Regions from separate parts of the Bos taurus genome. Here region 1 is linked to region 2. A link is a contact called in public Hi-C data. All regions are on one chromosome and are shown on one strand. The core of a region is the stretch at or near the end of the contact, and the rest is flanking DNA. Distances in the headings are between cores, read along the strand shown.

The links. Hi-C and Micro-C count contacts between places; a contact is called where the count stands out from the background.
Region 1: a contact with region 2 is called in a Hi-C map of an unstated tissue, with 2.1 times the contacts expected there. The contact joins the enhancer-like site here to the promoter of ARID5B in region 2. A contact is called at or near these places in 3 of 11 Hi-C or Micro-C datasets (blood, skin fibroblasts and an unstated tissue).

Annotation. Positions count from the first base shown.
Region 1 is chr28:18,049,047-18,055,450 of ARS-UCD2.0, reverse strand. All of the region lies in intron 4 of ARID5B (AT-rich interaction domain 5B), which reads right to left. Among named protein-coding and RNA genes, the nearest start is that of ARID5B, 140 kb to the right of the region's middle. Within about 2 kb of position 4,185, at least 30 of the 102 cell types and tissues checked have an H3K27ac peak or open chromatin away from gene starts, as enhancers often do.
Region 2 is chr28:17,911,018-17,918,066 of ARS-UCD2.0, reverse strand. It overlaps ARID5B (AT-rich interaction domain 5B), which reads right to left and starts at 1,509. Exons shown (of 10, transcript XM_024986848.2): 1 at 1,469-1,509; 2 at 785-1,039. The coding sequence starts at 1,489.

The sequences.
Region 1 (6,404 bases), core at 2,936-5,435, 130 kb before region 2:
GGAATGCAGCATGCCAACCTCTTCCGTCCATGGAATTTCCCAGGCAAGATTACTGGAGTGGGTTGTGATTTCCTTCTCCAGGGGATCTTCCCAACCCAGAGACTGAACCCACATCTCCTATGTCTCCTGCATTGTCAGGCAGATCCTTTACCACTGTGCCAGCTGGGAAGCCACGGGAAGTACGACAGTTTCCGAGAATCCCCTTGAGGACTCCGTGCTTTAACTGCCAAGGGCCCAGGTTCAGTTCCTGGTGGCAGAACTAAGATTCTGCATGCCACACGGCGAGCCAAAAACAAAGTGAAAAACAAGGAGAGTCTCCTACTTAGAAGCAAAAAGATGACTATTCCTGTTTGTCGTTTTTCAGAACCCGCAGGTGGCAGAGAATAGTGTGTGCAGCAGCCAAGTGGCGTGAGGAGAAAGGGCCTGGGGTGTGTGTGGAGAAGTGGCAATGAGCTCCACAGTGCCTGGTGGTGTATGAAACAAGGTCAGCTCGTTATAACCCAGTGGGGCCAGCTAGGGAGCTCAGCTCCTGGGAGTGAGAGGATGGCACACTGCAGGGAAAAGCAGAGAGATACCCAAGGAATCTCACAGTGAACATGGAGAACACACGGAAAATGTTAGAAGTTATCCCACGTATTTCAGTGAAAGCTAAAATGTTTCTAGGGCTGTTTAGAGTTGCTTTGTCCAATATGGCAACCACTATCCACATAGGGCTCTTGAGCACCCAAGACATCTAGTCTGAATTGAGATGTGCTGCAAGTATAAAATACACACTGAGTTTCCAAGAATATACAAAACAACACAAAATAGCCCTTACTAACATGTTATACTGATTATATATTAAAATATTTTGGATATACTGCATTACATTAAATGTTATTAAAATTAACTCTACCTGTTTCTTTTTATCCTTTAAAATGTGGTTACTGGGAAATTTTAATTCACATATGACTTGCATTATCTTTCTCTTGGGCAATGTTAGTTTAGTCAACAGTTCAATGTTACGATTACAGATAGGTCCATACAAATGTGTGTTAAAAAGCAGGCAGAATAAGATTAACATCTGAAGCTAAAATAAGAAGCAAAAAATCATGATTCAAAGTTTCAGTACAATCTAGACTTTTATTCACTGTTTTGGAGGGTAGTCATGCATAGATGTTAGTATCCGAACATTTTGCCAAACCTGAAATGTCTCCTTTGTAAAATTCAAATCTGGTAATCATTGACTCAAAGTAACTAAATGGCCCTGATGAAGATGTTATTTCATTAACTTCCTTAACTAAGATGCCAAAGCAGATTTTAAGCTTTGACACCAGATTTCAAGAGTGAGAGAGTGGAGGAAGGAGAAGAAACTGAGAAAAAGAGCTAATTTTTTAATTTTACTTACTATTCTTTCCTGCTGCCAGCATGAGCTGGGCATAAGGTAAGTCATTTGCAAACTGAATAAGAGAAAATAGATTATGAGTGATTTTGACTCACTGGAAAGTAAAAGCTTCTCCATCACAAATTGTTGAGTAAGTTCATGGTCTGGATGTGTGTTTCTTTTTGGAGTTTTCATCTGCCAGGAAGTAGAGAGGTCAGATACAGTCAGGCCCAAAGGAAGGGCGTGGCCTTCATCACTCTCCCAAGGCACTTGAAGTCCCACAGCTTCATACGACACAAAGAGAAGTTGCCCATTGAAGACAGGAGCTCTAATAAGCCCAGAAAAGTTGACAGAACAAAAAGGTTTGAACTCTAGGGGGCAGGAGAGAAGATGCATTCTTTTCCCAATCTTAGCACCCCAAAGACCAGGGGGCATCACCCTGAGAAGAGGGCTGGCCTAGGTCTCATCCTCCCAAATAACTTGTGACAGTTGCTGAATTTAAAGCCTGTCCCCCTCCCCCTCCTCCTCTTTTGATCCTGTGGCAGCAGCAGCATAGAAACCGACCTAGGGGAGGAACAGGGTTCTCCAAATATAACATGCCAATCAAAGGGTTACACACCTGCCTGGGTTCTTTTATAGAACTCCCCCACCCCCTTTTCAGGGTTCTCATTATAAAAACAAAAACAGCAATGGTAGCAGTGGAAATCAAGTTAGGAAATATTTTCTTTTCTTAGAAGGCAAGAGTTGACATAGCATTTAAGGCAATGGCATGCAGAGAGATTCAGACTAAAATCTCCACAACATCAACAAAATGTGTAATGACAATTATTCATTCCGCCAATACTTGTAACAATAATTTTTATGGAATTATTTGGCAGGTTCAACTTACATCTAGAGAAGCAGTCTGCACACCTCTGGTATGTCTCTGAAATCTAACCGTAGCAGTATTTGTCTTTACCCTCCAAACTCTTTTATAGCACATGGTATATATAGTTCAGCATCCAACATTATTAACTCACGGCCAACTGTCAGTCGATGGTTATCTAACACGTGGGGTCTCCACACAAGGATTCCTTATTTGGGCAAAAGCTCTTGTCTGGACCAGTCTGTCTATATTTTCCTTCAGAAGAACTTTATTTGGATTATTATTCGCTGTTAGTGGAAACTCGGAGGCTGCATGTGTGGCAACTGGAAGGCGGGGAAATAAATCCTTAGCAAGTTAAAACACTTAGCTGATATTAAAACCATTTCTGGCTTTGTTAGCTGAAAGGAAACTCTCGGTTGCCCTCTTGTGGTCAATCTATGTGATGTGGTGGGAAAACCATAAAAACCCAGAAACTAACTAGAGTGTTTAATCAAATTCAGGTAAGAACATTCAGCCTCGACAGAAACAGTCACAAATCACAACCTTATGTTGTTTTGTGTGTTTCAGAATTTACATTTAGCAGCCCTCCTACGTGGAGAGGGAAAGAGGATGAGGGGAGGGGCTAATATGGAAATTAGAAATCAGTCTTTCTAGAATACAGTGACTTCACTCTATTTACAACCATAACTGTTATATATGTGGTAAATTGATTTTTATGAGATTTAGAACCTTAAAAAAAAATCAGGCCTACATTTTAAAAAAGTTTCTTCATAACCAAAAATAGACTGATGTTCCAACTGGCTTGGAATTATAGGAACCAAGGAAAGAAGTCTGAATAAATTCCCTAATATGGAAGAAAACCACTTTTTTTCTTTTTAAATGAGGAACAGTTTATTTGTTTCTGACAATGGGCAACATATGGAAACTTGGAATTTACAGAACAAGTACAGGTATAGAACTTATCGTCTAAAAATAAAATTTTACAAAAATCTGAACTCCAAATTTAATCATCGGTTACTCGATTTGGTATTTAATTTTAATTTTTAAAAACACCATTTAAATAAAAATTCTGCTGTAGGCCTTTCAACAATTTCCTGCCTAACAGGCCCATCCCCAAAAAGCAAACAAACCTAGCATTAAAACAGACTGAGCAGCTTAAGAAAAAGCTGGGGGCAAAGTACACGAGAACATAAACTATTTTTCATCTTATTACCAGTAAACGTACCATTTCCCTCTTTTATGTGTCTTCTCTTCAGATAAAAGCCGCTCCTCCAACCAGCATTAACAAAAACGTTCTGTATTTTTAATGTGATTTTAGGGGCAGATTAATCTTAACTTGGCTTTTCCGCTTACACGTGGAAATTCAGTGCTGCAACAACAGTTGTTTGGTTTTGTCTTTGAATTTGCAAAGTTCTTAGTAATTTTACTACAAAATTAAGCAGCTGTGAGTTCTTCAGCAAACATGATGATTCTTGTTCTCCTTCGTACTATTGTGCAAGCTGAAATACCCTTTCTTTCATGTCTTTTTATTCCAAAATGAATTCCCTAGTTAGCCTTGTTTAGCTTTAAAAAATGTAATGAAGAAAGGGGGTGGTGTTTGCTGACCTCTGAAATTCATCAGCATTTAAGCATGGTAAGTTTACACAAGGTGCATACTCAAAAGGGCTTTTGTTTCAGCCCCATTATGGAATGAAAAATGATATTCTGCCCCAATATAATGCCAATCCTTGTGTACCACAAAGCTGTCTGCAAATATTTCTGTGGAGCAAGGGATCTTAGGCCTATTTTGCAGATGAGAAAACTGAAACATCACTTAATGTTGAGAGAGTGAGGCACGAAGACGTTCACAGAGGCTAGAATTAAATTTAGAATTTGACTCTTAGCCCAGGACTCTAACCACGTGAGGGCTCTGACTCTTTGGAATCAACAGAAGAGCAATTTTAAAACATTCTTTTGACGTTATTAACCTCAGCCTCAGGGCTCTGGGAAGTGGGGGTTGGCCGGGGGAGGGGGGCGGGGAGGGGCGGGGCCTGGAAACATGGAGCTGCTAGGTGACAGCCTCCTGTCACCTAATGAAGTGGATTATTTGATCCATACCACCATATCTTCCAGGAATATTCAGAAGCTTAGCAATTCCCTTTGCATCTTAACTAGTGTAGACAGCCTTCTAAAATATAGAGCCAAAGAAGACGTGAAGTGTAGAAAGTGGCCTGTGGGTTTTCTAGTGGATCTGGAACCAAAGATCACTGCTAGGAGCTGTGATGGTGGCAGGATTCTTCATTTGAGTAATTTAAAGAATGATGACATTCCAGCGTAAGGTGAACCTCAGACACCACTGAGTCCAAATCCGTATTCTACTTGTCAGGAAGGGGAGGCCCAGAGACTGCAGACTCCCCACAGTCACACAGCTAGCCGCAGAGCATGACGGACACCCATGTCTGTTGGCCGCAGAGCATGACGGACACCCATGTCTGCTGGCTGCAAGGGACCAGCAGTGATGCCTTGGCAGCAGATGGCTTTGCAACGGGCCCCGAATACCTCCTCCTGGGTCTCTCTGCGGGGTGAGCTCTGTCATCCCAAGACCACGTAACTAAAACACACTTTCCAAGGAACTGCAATTAATAAAGTCAAATGGGAGCTGACAAGGACATTCCCGCTGTGTTCGAATGCCAAAACACACAACTGAGAAAGCTCACTTGGAGCATACAACCGTAGGTCCTCTGGCGGGACTTCTGCGCACCACACTCCCAGCTGTTTGCTCAGACCCAAATGGGAGGGACTAAAAGGAAAACGTTCATGAAGCCAGCAGGGCAATACTCGGCATTTGGCCTCAGCGCCTGCCACCTGCTTGCTTTTGCTGGGCTGGGCTGAAAGCAAGCCCAGGGGCCTCCTCATGTGAGGAAAGACTTTGGGAATTCAAGACCTGCGGGAGACATGAACCACCGCCCACCTTGCCTCGGAGCATCCTTGTTACCTTCCAGTGGTAACAAATGCCTTAGAGGTTCCAGGCTCTTCACATGGCTTCACACCTGTGCCCGAGCTCTGACAACAACACCCTTCCTTCTTCACCTCTGTCCTTCCTGCCCCAACTTGGACTTGTTCCCCTAGACTTGCATTGGGAATTGCATCCCCTAAGACACTTCCTTATTTTCCACGTCTCCCGCTGGGGGAGGATTTCTTTGTCTGTAACTTCTAGATCAAGTATGCTTCTACCCCAGCACCTGTACTGAAATCATCTGTGGGTCTCTCTGCCTCACCAGACTAAAGAGATGACATCAGTCTTAGTCACAGCAGCAGCATCATAGTAGGTGCTCAATAAACATTTACAGAACAGTTGACGATCATATTTTGAAAGCAGTGTATGGTACTTAGTGAGGGTCTAGTAAATGCTTATTAAATTGTACTGACTGCTGATTCCATGAGAGAAAAGAAATATTTCTGAAGAGGGGAAAGTGGCTGGGCTATTCACCTTCCTGTCTGTAGCACCTTCCCTTGGTCACAGTGGCCATTAATAAGGGGGGAAAATATGCATTCACATTTTAATTCCCACTGTGTAACTTTGAGGCCCAGCTATTGTCAACCAATTAAAAGCTTAACGGAGACTTGCCTTGTCTGTGAAAATCTATAAATCTGACTTGTTTTGCCAAGACCCTCCAAGCCCACAGGATGATGCTGGCTCTACTGGAGACCTAAAGAGGGTGAAAGAGCAACATGGAAGAGAAACAAAGTTCTCTGGGGAAGACGGCACACTGTCTGGCGAGAACTATTTTTTTAATAAAACCCCATCCCTGCAAAGCTGCCTTAAAAAAAAAAAAGTGTTCCTACAGGCCAAAGTCTCAGCAAATCTATAATGTAGAGATCAAATTTAAATTCTAATAAAGATTTTTAACAAAGATCAATAAAATACGAGATTGATCTGCAGTTAAAAGTTCCCAGTAATGGGATAGCCTAGAAATTTCATAAATAATGCTTTTATCTTGATTGCAAAATAATCCCCTGCCACAAAAACAAGGCAAATCAAGGTAGGAAATTGTTCAGCGGGAATTAAAATGTCACACTTTACACGGAATAAAGTATTGCAATCACCAGGGAAACACACATTGCAAATGTGTTAACACAAAATTACATACATCACTTAATTATATAAGCGCAGAGCTCCTTGAGTAGCCCATTAGC
Region 2 (7,049 bases), core at 260-2,759:
TTCCCTCCGCGGTCCGCGTCCCCCACATCCCCAAAGATCGCGTTGGAAGACGTCCACTTTGCGTGGAGTAATTGAAAAGTAAAAACATCAAATGGTCTGTCCGGGGAGAGGGGGTGGGGACGAGAGATAGTTGTTAATGCCTAACGTGTTTGTGCCGGTTACACGACCGCTTTGAAATCCGCCCGGGCAGATCTGCAAGTTATTTGAATGTATTATTCCAGTACCTGTCATTTATCACTTTATTCAACACGTCTTTGCCAACTCAATAGCTTTTGATCTCACTCTGCCTCCATTTCGTAATTTCCGCCCTCTTAAACATATCAAATACTTACTTAAAAAAAAAAAAAAAAGAGCAATATCGAAACCCACCGAAAGAAATCCACCCATCCCCGACCGAGCCAGACTCGAAGGTAAATTTTCAAAAAGCAAAAAATATAAAAAGCATGTGATGTTCAAGCAGCAACAGAAAGATCACACACACGCGCGCGCGCGCACACACACACACACACTCACACACACACACATCCTTGAACAAAACCCTTCTCAAACAAGTTATTTGATCTTGACTAAAATCAGCAGTTGGATCCTCTTTGTAAAGCTGACAGCCAAACTCTGACAATGGCAAAATACTCGAGCCCCAGCTAGTGGCGCTACCCCTTTAAAAAAGAAGTCGATCTTGCTCGTCTGCAGAAGTGAATACAGTATTTTCAAGCTTGCCCTGTAATAAGCATTACTACGGGAAAAAATAATAAAGAAAGAAGAGAGGGAGATATAAGTTTACCACCTCGCCATGGTCGCTATTTCTGCCCTGGGGAGTGTCTTCTGGGAGGAAATAAAGTTTAGAGCTGGATAAAAGTTGCCGGCTGGTCCTCTCTTCCCACAACAGCTGGAGCTCCGCTATGCAAATCGGATCCTTTGGCGTACATCTTACAAAGAAAAAGTCGCCAAGGGACAAAATTCTTGGTTTGCCTTCAAGGTGGAATTGAAAAGCCTTGTAGAAAATGTAAGGTCCGTGCAAGCCACACGGTGAGCCGACCCACTGCAGGGGAAAAAAAGCACCAAATAAATAATGTAGCCATCAGAGCACAAACGTCTATTCCCAGACACATTTACACACAGACATCCACTCTTAATACAGAAGAGCCAACAGATATAAAGCTGGGTGGAAAAATAATAGAGCCCACAAATTTTCTGCCTCCCTTAAAAAAAAAAAAAAACACCTCCGGCCCCCCCACCCCCACCCCCCGCCACCTCTCCCTACCTCTCCATCTGAGGCGGTAAAATTACATTATGTATGTATGATCAGGGATTTTTTTAAAACAATAAAAATTATTTGGGGGATGTAGAGGGTAAAAGTTTGGTGAAAAGTTTGTGGGGGGCGTGGGTGGGTGCAGAGGTGTGGGTGAGCCGGGGGGCTGGGGGGTGCCGGGGGGTGCCGGGATCGGAAGAGCGGAGGAGAGCGAAATACCTGGAGTGAGTTGGGCTCCATCTCGACGTTCTGAATTGATTGAACTCAACATTCTCTCCAAACTTGTTGGCTTGAATGGATTGCATCAGGTCCTGGAAGGGAGACACATTCTCTGCATTCAGCCGGCTTACTGTCTCAATATAAAACTAAGTTTTTGCCTCCCCTTCGGCACTAAAATGATTGAAATTATGTCCTAATATTTCTCTGACGTCTCAATTTTCAGCTCCTGTCAGAACTATGTAGGTTTCCTTCCAAATGTAGGTTGATCAAATTCATAATCGACAGAAAGGCTCCGTCCGATCTCGGCGGGAAGCGGATGGATCAAGGCAAAAAACGTATAGGGAGGTTTGTAAAAATAAATTCTACCCTAAAATTGTGTGAAGATGCGATCTCCCTCTTCCCAATCTCCCTGGTCTAGCAATGTCGTTTGATGAAATTTTTGGAGGAGACGAGAGCTACCGAGCTCCGCTGTGCATCTGACAGGACCTGCTTGTATATGTCTAATATAAAGAACATTTCCTGCAGAGATTCCGGGGCGCTGCTCCTCTTTCTAATGCTCCTTAGCAGATTTGCTGTTATTAGACATGTAGATTTGTTTGATAGTTAAATTACGCTTCCTCACTGCCATGTTTTCGAGAACTAATCTGTTAAATTATCTTTTGATGCCTATTTACGTGGAAGGGAAAAGTGGGTTATCGATTATATAAACATATAAATATTAATGCATTTGTTCGCTTCGCAAAAAAAAAATACTCAGAAAAAAAAAAAAACAGAACAGAAAGACAAGTGAGCAGCGCACACACATCTCAGGATTTTGCAAACAATATTGAACGGACAGCGACTGCATTTAGGGACTGGAACAATAAACGATGCATGATAAATCAATAAATGCGAGCAGCGAGTCTGCTCGGAATATGAATTCAGGCTCCTGGTTCTGCGTGTGCATTCTTTAATTTTGAAGTATATACACTAGTACGTGTTTACAATGCTGATGGACGCCAAGGGCGCTCTCAAATGATAATGTGTTTATATAACCCAGCGCTACAGGAATAATATACTGACTCCTACCCCACCCCCAACCCCTCCCCCGCCAAAAAGGGAGGGGAGCTTCCTCAATAATAGTTTGAAACTGAAAAAATCCATTTGCAAACTAGTTAAATACAACCAGAAATTAAGCTGTTGAAAACCGGGGGCATGAACCGTAAGACAATAAAGGCTTTAAATGTGTATATTTATTGTTCTGGAGCCCTGGAGCATTGCGAGGTTTGCATGCACGGCTATTATGCAAACACAGAGAAACTTAAGAGCGACAGAACAAGGAACAGGCAGAGACTGCAAAGCCCTCGCTCGCTCCGACCCAGCTGCCGGTCCTCCGCCAGGCTAGATTGCATTTTCGCAGTGTTGATGTAAAATGGTGTACTCGCTTCCCCCACGCTCTCCCACCCCCTTCCCCGCTCTCCTCCCACTCCTTTCAGTATCAACCCCCCTCCCGATTTTATTATATTGGCACCAATCTTTCCAAAGTGGGTCTGGCATGCTAAAAAAGTAAACATGTACTATATGGGGAATAAGGTCTGTATAGTATGACAGTTGAAACTTGATCTGTGATAAAATTACAGGATGTTGAAATTACTAGTAAGCTATTTTTAACGCTTTCGCAACGTTTCACCTCCAGTCACAGCATCTAGTTGAAACAGGATTACTTTAATGAAAATTATATTCACATGGCTGAAGTTAATACACCCGGCAGAGCACAAATGCCTAATATTCAGTGACTTGAGGTGGAAAGACCCTCTGTGTGTATTTTTATGCTTTTTCATAACGTCTGCGTCCGCTGCAGTAAGAATTAGGGCACTTAACATTATCTAAACCACATTTTTGATTCAGAACATGGGGAAGTAATAAAAGGCAAGATCTATCTCGTTTCTATACACACAGAGATAAACGCAAGAAAATGGCAGATCCTCCAATTACAATAAGTAATAAAAGCCCATGCCCAAGAGCCGGTATTCTGAAAGATGTCGAAACTATTTTAATAATTTAAAGTAATATCACAACTCTGCACCATGAAGGACAGTGTAAAAATTCGCAGCCTCCCATCTTTTGCATTAGCCAAATTATGACTTGCACATCACTCTTTAATTATCTTCCTTGAAATTTCATCTGATCTTTCTATTTTATAAACATGGGTTACAAAGAGAAATTACAGCTCTCTGGCGCTTTCTCTCTCTTTTTTAAGTTTATGATGCTTACTGCAGACATTTGATTAGAATAACCCATTTTGTTCATTTTTTTACATATGAATGGATTTGACTGAAGGGCATTTTACATAATTTTTTAAAAATATATGAGAGACACCTAAGGCTTCAGTTAGTCTCTGTCCTGTTAGTGTAAATATACACATCCAGCTCAAGAAATCCTATGTTAAAAAACTTGAGTTGCAGTATTTTGACAAGATCATATTTGAGATCGACTGTGAGTCAGTTTCCTGTATGACCAACGCAGCAGCATTTATGCAGGAAACCTCAACAGAATGCCTGAGGGTATCCCTCGATTGTATATTAAATCTCTCTCTTTAAAAATACATAGCTCCTCATAGCATCTAAGCAACTTCTGCTGGTTTTGGTGCTATTAAGTCTTTAAGGGTCTGTAAGGAACTTCACTTAATTAGAAACCCTATTTCTGTATCTCTTCAAGGTAGGTGCTGAACTAGGCTGAATGCTGCCTGACTCTCGACAAGGTTTTTGAGATGTTAACAATTGCAGTGATCTAGGTCTGAATATTTTTGAATATCTACAATCTTGTAATCAGATGGAAGCTAAATTTCAAAACTGAATCACAGGGACTTCTTCCCTCTCTTATTTTAGCAGCAGCACCACCACCCCCATGAACATAATAAAATCTAATAAATCAAACTTCAGGTCCAATCCTGGAATGACTTTTAAAATTACAGATCACAATGGTGTGTTTACAAAAACAAAACAAAAAATCCTGTATTTTCTTTCTTTAATATTAGGCTTGATAGGCACCTGTAAATTATCTATGTAGCAAATATCCATACAAAGAAAGTTTCAATTAAGATAAGGAGATTGTATTGAAACAGTTCTTTGAAGTAATGTAGTTAATAGCCTGTTTGATTTCTGCTTGTGAGAGAGTAATAACGTGGATTCAAGGCTCCATCAATCACAGAGCAGATGTAAGACTTGAGACACGGACACCCAGGGGAATAGAGGCAAACTCCCGCAGTGCAGGGTCCTTGGGCTAATGTAAAGTAAATACTCATAAACAGATTGAATGTTGTAAGAAGACAATCCATTCAGGACAGTTATAATCATGAAAGCAACTGCTTTATTTATCTATAAAAAAGCTTGTACACAGCTGGGACTCACTGTGTATACAAGAAGAGTAGGAAAAAAGCAGTATATGTTTATACCACACACTATTTCTGGATTCTTTCTTACACCAAAACACAGGAACCTATACCTACATATCTATATCCCTGCTGCTTTGCTAGTCCAAACTCCAACTCTGTTTTAAGTTACTTGGTTTATTTAAAAGGTTAAAAAATTAAAAATCATGCCCGCCCCTCAAGGGAGTGGGGAAGCAGTAGACACATTTTTCAGTGTCTGCGAATCATTTCATAAAGGATCAGGAGGATTAAGTTAGTTGCAAGAACCAGCAGTGACATAATTAGGCAGCTTGGACTATAATAAACAGGATCATTAAAAGAAAAAAAAAAGTACAATTTGAAAAAAGAAGGCGACCATTTCAAAAATTCAACCCTCTCTCCCCAGCTCTGGGACTCCCCCTCCCCCAAATTGTAAAAAACAACTGAAACATTTTTGACCTTGGCTATAATAATACTTCATGTTTTAGCACTTTAGTCAGCATTTTATCTACTAATTGCTACACACTACCGCATGTGGCTCGAATCTGCCACTGCAGCTTTCTTTCATTGGTGAGCGAATTGCTTGATAAAGACTGGGAATTCAACCTGGCTGTTTCCTTCTTTGCTCCCCCTCGGCTCCCCCCCGGCTCCCCCACCACCTTTTTTTTTTTTTTTTGTCTTTCCTTTTCTACCTAGAAGCCTCTATATTTTTCCAGAAAATACCGCATGGGTCAGAACAGGGACGGTGAATGGTCCCCTAATCTCTTTCCACCGGTTAAACTCGGGCCACTTTGGCGATCGCAAGGCAAAAGGAGAAGGTGAAAGGGGGCGGGAGAAACGAGTGGGGCGAAGCTGGGGGAGGGGGAATCCTGGCCTGCTGATGGACCTGATGCTAAGAGATTCTGCACATTGGTCCCCTGGCTAGTCCACAGCTGGTTAGAAGTCCGTGGGACACCGCGCTGCCCACCTGGGGGCCTCCAGTTAGAGGCTCTCGCCCGTCTTGCTTGGTCAAGAAGTGGGGTTCGAGGCGGGTGGCCCCCGAGTCTGCAAACTGATTCGGGGGTTGAAAAGCTAGGACAGTCTGCGTGTCAGCCAGGACCTAGTCCCCTCCCCCTTCCAAGCCTGGCGCCATCGTGAGCGGTGGGGGTGGGTGGCGTTATTAATAAGGCGGCCTCCAGCAGAGCGGGCTCGCCCGAGTCTCCGTTCAACAAGTCTATTGGTTTGAAGAAGGATAAACCGGGTTATATGGGTCATTGCTTTCCAGGAGACCTCTAGTGGTCAAAGGTTGAGGTACATCTTAAATTTGGGCCTCCAGCTTGTCTCCTGCCTCCTGGGCTGTGGTGGGGGTGGGTCTCTAACTCAGGTCTAGACAGTAAAGGCCGGTAGCCTGGAATAGATTTCTCCAGGACTGGAGGCCACAGCCAAGAGAGAAGTGAGGAACTCAGAGAAAAGGGTCCCCTCCCCCTCCCCCACGCCCCTCTCCTCGGTCACGTGATGCACTTTGTGGGCACAGGAGGCCCCAAGTTCCTCTGCCCTTAGTACAGATGGAGGAGACTTCCTATCTTATCTTAATTTTCTTCCCCATTGGGAGACTGATCAAGAATTTTCAGGGAGGTTGGATTAAATTTGCCGAAGCCATTTCCAGTTACAATAGCAATGTTGAGTCAATTTATTTTTTTTCTAATTTATAAATTAAAGCCAAGTCCCATTCCCTCACTCTAGTCACACATAGACCCAAACACCCGCTTAATTTTAACAATTCATTGCCTTCAAGTGCCCTTGACATTTCTGGGGTATTTAGTTTAGAAGTAACTGAAGTTCTTTCTTTTTTCTTCTTCTTTATAAAAGTGCATGCCTTGCAGTGGTGGATGTATGACTTTTGACTAAATTGTGACCTTGTTCCTCTATCTGAAATGCCGCACCATTCCATCTCAGGTGGACAGCATCCTAAGGGAGCAGGTGATGGTGACTTACAGGCTTCTTGTTATTCAGACTCATTTATGATCCACATACTAAGAAAGAATTTGATCAAATTGACCTCTAGCATGGTTTTCAAGGGGTTGTTGGGAACAGCCACCTTAGATCATACCAAAAACAGAGGTCCCCACCATATGAGGTTATTAAAACATCTTGTCATACCTGATTTTTAAAAAAGAAGACAAGAAAATGTACAGACTTGGAGTACTGCCTCCA